Linked DNA regions of Zea mays: region 2 is linked to region 1. The links are chromatin contacts, called in public Hi-C maps. All regions are on one chromosome and are shown on one strand. Each heading gives the region's core, a stretch centred on a gene start, on an enhancer-like site or on the middle of the called end of the contact. The rest is flanking DNA. Distances are from core to core; before and after follow the strand shown. Region 1 holds the start of LOC100282439. Region 2 overlaps LOC100383445 (CPP transcription factor).

The links. Hi-C and Micro-C count contacts between places; a contact is called where the count stands out from the background.
Region 2: a Hi-C map of an unstated tissue shows a contact between it and region 1, with 3 times the contacts expected there. The contact joins the enhancer-like site here to the promoter of LOC100282439 in region 1. A contact is called at or near these places in 4 of 25 Hi-C or Micro-C datasets (endosperm, leaf, root tip and 1 more).

The regions. Positions count from the first base shown.
Region 1 is chr3:200,213,054-200,216,195 of Zm-B73-REFERENCE-NAM-5.0, forward strand. It overlaps LOC100282439, which reads right to left and starts at 1,570. Exons shown (of 17, transcript NM_001155350.1): 1 at 1,541-1,570.
Region 2 is chr3:200,346,790-200,349,580 of Zm-B73-REFERENCE-NAM-5.0, forward strand. It overlaps LOC100383445 (CPP transcription factor), which reads left to right. Exons shown (of 8, transcript NM_001176095.1): 7 at 575-1,030; 8 at 1,467-1,852. The coding sequence ends at 1,645. Among protein-coding and RNA genes, the nearest start is that of LOC100276610, 9.1 kb to the right of the region's middle. Within about 2 kb of position 1,257, at least 2 of the 20 cell types and tissues checked have an H3K27ac peak or open chromatin away from gene starts, as enhancers often do. A contact at or near this core is called in endosperm, where this site is marked.

The DNA.
Region 1 (3,142 bases), core at 320-2,819:
CTCTGTGTCGTCCGCCCGTCCCCGCGTCGGCGCGTCCCGCACAGGCGCACACAGCACTCCCACTCGGCCGCTCCTGCCGGCACGCCTGCTCCGCTGCTCCTACTCACGGTCGCTTGTCCCGCGCGCCCGGCGGCTTGTCCCGCCCACCCGGCGGCCGGCTGCTTGTCCCGTCGACCCGCCCGGCTGCCACTGCTTCCTGCTTGCTTGACTGCTTGAGTACTTGTCCCGTCCGGTGGCCCAGCTGCTTCTGCAGTTCTGCTTGTGACTTGTGAGCTTGTCCCGCCCCCGCATGGCTGCTTGTCCCGCCCGGCGGCCGGCGGCCACCGCCCAGGTTGACTGGCTGAGACTGCCCGCGCGACGGCGCGCACAAAAAGATAGCGCGTGAGTATTTATTTGATTATGCGCGTGAGTATTTGATTATGTCTTCAATTTCTGTGTTATTTTTTGGCGGCTCGGGTTTGAGCGAGGTAATGAGTTTGGGATGTGTGAATTTGGGCTGTAGGAATGCAAGACGGTCTCGTACAAGTGGACAGGCAAGTGCCGGAGCTACCAGGGGACGGGAGTGGTCAGCTACTTCAGGAAGAAGGGCAAGGAGACCATTTGCAAGTGTGTGCCATGCGCCGGGATTGGTAAGATGAGATTTATCCAACTTGATTTCCTTGCATGGTACAATATCGATGTTTTAAAGAGTAAAGCATCTAGAGAGAACGAGAACAAAGGTACCCTGAACTTCTTACTGGTAAATCTATCATGCTTTCGCACAGTAGGTCGAACTAAAATCAAGACTTGAGCTTTGTGAAGATGTGATGTCATTGTGATGAACTCAGCCGCGGAGGAGCCATTATGGCTGAGTATGGCATCAGGCATGCCTAAATTTTTAAAATCTTCATACCTTCCTTTTATAAACAATAGGATGCATGTGGTGCAGTGGTTAATCCTTAGCGTATGAGACATCAAGTTGCTTGTTTGATTTCCATGTGCACAATATTTTTTTCTTTTTTCCCCTACTAGCTAGCCATACCTTAATTTTCTTTTGTCCTCCGCCACTGACGGCAATTTAAAGATACCTAATAACACAGGCAAACCTATGAGAATCCTGCCCGAACACCATGGTCGTGTTCGTGTTACACCCTGAGACACAAAAAGGCAATTTCAAAACCACTACTCCACTAGGAGCACAGGACAACCCATTTTTACGCCCAGTGCTTCACTGCTCCACAATTTCGACCATAGGCTGCCCAATTGGACCGCTTATGCATTAAGAAAAAAACTGATCATCAATCTCGTTGATCCGCAGTCGCAACTACACCTACAACCTTCTACGCAAGGCATCCGCTGAGCGGCAGAGGCGAAACGGCGAACACCTTCCGTTCTGCCAAATCGTGACATAGAAATCTAAGTTTCGCCTCGCCAGCTTCGGCCAGGAGTCGCCGAAACTTGACAGCACAAGTGGTACGTCCTCGTGCCAGAACGACGAACATCCGGCGCTGAACTGAAAACGAAGTTACAAAAAGAGAGACGAGAAAGTGGAATAGCCGACCTGGGGAGAAGGAAGCAGAAGAGGTGAAGTGGCGTCGGAGGCGAGCGAGAGCGATGGTATAAGAGGCGGATGAGCAGGCGCGGAGCAGGTGGGGAGAAGAGGCGTGGGCCGCGCGGCGATTGAATGGCGTCATCAAGCGCGCCACCGCCCCGCGCCCCCACGCCTGTGTCCGCATTTACGGGCAGCCCGGGGGTTGGTTGGTGTGCGGCGCCTCGCGGTTTCATAGGTCTCTCAAGTCTCAACCTCGGCGGTCGCTGCTCGGGCTCTGCCACCAGGGATTTCAATGGCGAATTTTCCATCGCCAGATGGGGCACAAAATTCGTAGTTCCCTTTGAATACTCCGTTCAGTTTTTTTTACTAGAATCTAACTGTAAAAAGAATCTGACTGTGAAAAAATCTAAATATCGTGGAAATTAGAGCAACTTCAAAAGAACGTGTAAACTAACCTCAAAACAGATATTAGTAAAGAATAATAATTTTTCTTACTCTAACAGCTCCCTCATTCTTCCCAAAAAAATAGCGTGCCGCATCCACAGCCCCATCTCCCTTATATTTTGGTGTGTTTCATCTCTCCCCAATCCATTCCTCAACGTATCAGATCATCTACGACCTCCCGACGACTGTACAGATTGCGCCACATGTCACATTTAAAGAAACTGTTGGAGTAACCATCATAATTCACTCTTAAAATTTTTTAGTCTGCTCTTAATAATCAATTTTTGGGGTAAATTTTTTAACATCCTTTTGGAGTTGCTCTTACATATGGAGGAAGATGAAGTGGTCAAGGGTTCGGGATCTATAAAGTGATGGATTCCGACTATCTTGACGACTCGACCGATTCTAAGTTTATGTTGATTTTGAACGATTTTAACCAAAATGATTTTTTTTATAGATGCGAGCTTGTAAGTGCAATCAACCGTAATTGAGAGTTTTAGTGATTAAATGACAAAACAAACAGAGATTCTAACAAGTTTGCTCCTAGCATGTACACAGTTATTCTACAGACAGGAGAAACACAGATCTTATGAGCATAAAAATGTAAAGCATAGCGGATTTAAATTCTACATCATATGGCGTGCTCCAAGTGCTTGGAAACAACGACAATATTCATTTTATAATTCTTGAGTTATAGAAAACGTTGTTCAATTAAGAGGGATCCGCAATATGTTAAGTAAGTTATGCAATGAGCTCAATTCAAATTCCTTCAAAATCATCTAAGAGAACACTTTTCTAGATCATGAATGCCTTTTGAAAAACCACTCTTACTCCCCACAAAAGTTCCACCTTGGTTCACTTCAGAATTTTCAAAACTTGCTCTTCAGCTTCAAAAACCGGTTCAACCGGACCTGAAACCGGTTCAACCGGTTTCTGGACTGTTTCTCTGCCACCTCTGCTCTGACCAGTCTGACAGTCAGAGCTGTCAGAAAAGTCGTGTGCAGATATTTTTTGAAAACCGGTTCAATCGGATTTTTTCCTGGCTCAACCGGTTTTGAATCTGGTCGAGTCTCCGGCTGAGTAGATCAGTGAACCGAGATCTTCCTGGTGGAAACCGGTTCAACCGGTTTACAAACCGTTCAACCGGTTTTCTGTTCTTTTCTCCCA
Region 2 (2,791 bases), core at 7-2,506, 130 kb after region 1:
TTGGTCGTTTCTCACATGGGCTACGGTGCCATTATGTATGGGTAGGGCAGGGTTCAGGGGTTTTCTCGACTTGCATGAGAATGTCTTTTTTTAAATATAGTGCCCGTGGTCTATCTTATCCCCTAGGTCGAGTTTTTTTTTAATAAAAGGAGCAGACCCAGTTCTCGATGCTTCCACATGAGCGGGGTTTGTTATATTTATTTATCAATATAAGTATGGACACACCCGTTACCATGGTTTTTAAAGCGGTAAGGCGGTCCAAGGCGTTGGAGCACCGCCCGGACGCCTAGGCGGCGCCTAGGCGACGCCTAGGCGAGGTAGGCGGGCAAGGCGCCTAGGCGTTAGACCACCGCCCGGACGCCTAGGCGACGCCTAGGCGTCGCCTTAAGAACAGAGCCCGTTACTTACATGTAGCACTATTTTATCCCTCCCCCCTCCCTAGACCTGCAAGTATGCACTATTGTATGTTAAGAGAGAACACCATAGAGTATTATAAACATAGTCCACGAGATGGTTAAATGGGCATTAATTGGATGGTTATGTGCTGCTCATTGTTTTTTCATTAAAATAACAGGTCAGAAAACGAAGGAAGAGAGGGTCGGCGAGAAGGAAGATGAAATCGGAGGGCAGAAGGAAGATGACAGGGTAGGTTCCCTAGCATTGACAAACCATGATAGAGAAGGAAATAATCAAGATCAAGATCAAAAAGCACCAATTGATGACCATTCAAGCAGAGGAACTCATACGGGCAAAGCTATTATAGAAGAATCCAGACCTAACTGCGTTGATGATCATAAGACCCATAGACCTATGTCTCCTGGAACACTAGCACTGATGTGTGATGAAGAAGCATTTGAGAAAATGTGTGACGAACAAGATACAATGTTTACGACTTCTCAAAATGCTGCTCCTCAGCAGACAGTAATTGTCAACCATAACCAATCTGCACTGTATGCAGAACAAGAAAACGTTGTGCTGACAGAATTCCGGGATTGCCTCCGCAAGTTTGTGAGATACGGAAGAATGAAAGGTACACCGAATATGTTCTTATTCACCATGCTAATTACTAACTTGTTACTTCACGTCAGTGATTGTTTTATGAGGGGCCGGGAAATACATTAGGGCCCTACTGTGCAATTTATTTTATTATAAAAAATAAGAGTGTTATATTTGCCAGCATTACATAATATGGGAAGTCTGGCCTCATTTTATCCCTTTCTCAGACCCTATTTCATGTAGGAGCCTCTGGCATCGGGTCTGTCACTCTGTCCTCTCTCTCTCTCTATTGCATAATATGGATCCATCTGAATGAGTGGTTTTACATGGTCTTCTATTTTATCTGGGAACTGAGAATCCATTAGTAAACCTAGGAAGGCTAGAGCGTATATTGTGTGGTGAGATAATGTCCTTTTCTGTTTGTTTTCCAAGACTAGGATGAGTTTAATCCTGATTATTCTCCCCTGCAGAGGAAAGGTACTCCATGGCAATCAAATCTGAAACATCTGGTCATCCTGGACAGGTAAATGGTGTTTCTCAAGTACCATATTCAAAAGTAGATGTGCCTGCTGTAAAAACATATCCACAGAGTTCCAGCAGTCATCTTGTTGCTGGAAAACCTGTTACTGGCCTTTTGGACAAAAACTGAAGCCTTGGCGTTCCAGATTTTTACTTGGGGTGTTGCAAGGATCAAGGGAATAGTATTTTCACCCTATTAACATGTTGATCAGATACATGTATCAGTCTTGATAGATAATTTAGATGTTAGAGAATTCCAATTTTTTCTCATTGGTCAGAATAAGTGTAATGCTGGAATCTGGATAGTTAGTTTAGTAATAAATGCCAACCTTGTAATATTTTCTTCATTGTATTTTCTCTCTTTTCTTTTCCCATTTTCCACCCACCTGGTTCGAGCCAAGATGTAGCTTGGTGGGTGCTTATTTGAAAATAAAGAAGTCAAAAGGAAGAAAAGGGCAATACTGCAGAGATGAGCCCAGCTGTCATTGTTGCACTGGTGTTATTTTTAACTCGCAGATCGTTGTAGCCCCAACAGGTGCTACATCGATTCCATGGCTCTACAACTTGCAGCTGCCATTGTGATACTTGATTGATAACCCGAGAGATAATCATAATGGCCACCCACATTCACCGCTGGCCATTACTGGAACTCGTTGGCATCTTTTCTTTGTTTCCATGATTTCAGATGAAACTGAATAAGCCGAAGCCCGAAGCATTCAGTTGAGGAAGAATCCGGGTGTGTTCTTATTAGACAGTTACATTGCATAATTGCATTCGGCGCTTGCAGAGAGTCCTTTACTTTACAGAGCGCTTGCTGTCTACTGTCGCCTGCAAAGGTTATTACAGTCCCAGGATCCGAGATACTGAGCTGTTGATGTTATTCAGAAATTCTTTCCTGCAGATAATATGAACAAATCAATCCGAAACTCACAGGAGCCGTGGTGGATCGAGCAATTGTGCGTAACTACAATGCTTAAATAATTCTCCTGTTTGCCTTAACGTCCCGTTTGGATCATTGGAATTGAATTCCATTCTAATAATATTAATTTAGTCATATATCAATTAAGCTAATTCAGTATTATGAAAAATATATTTGTATATTATTATTAACATCATATCAGAGATATTTATGTGCTACATTTTTAATATAGAAGAGTGAGACGAAAAGTGTCATGTAAGTTACAGAGTATAAACAAATTCTACTAATGCATAAAATCATTTCTCATTCTCCACCCCATAAATTTGAGATAAACTTGTATCTAAACTTTGTAAAGTG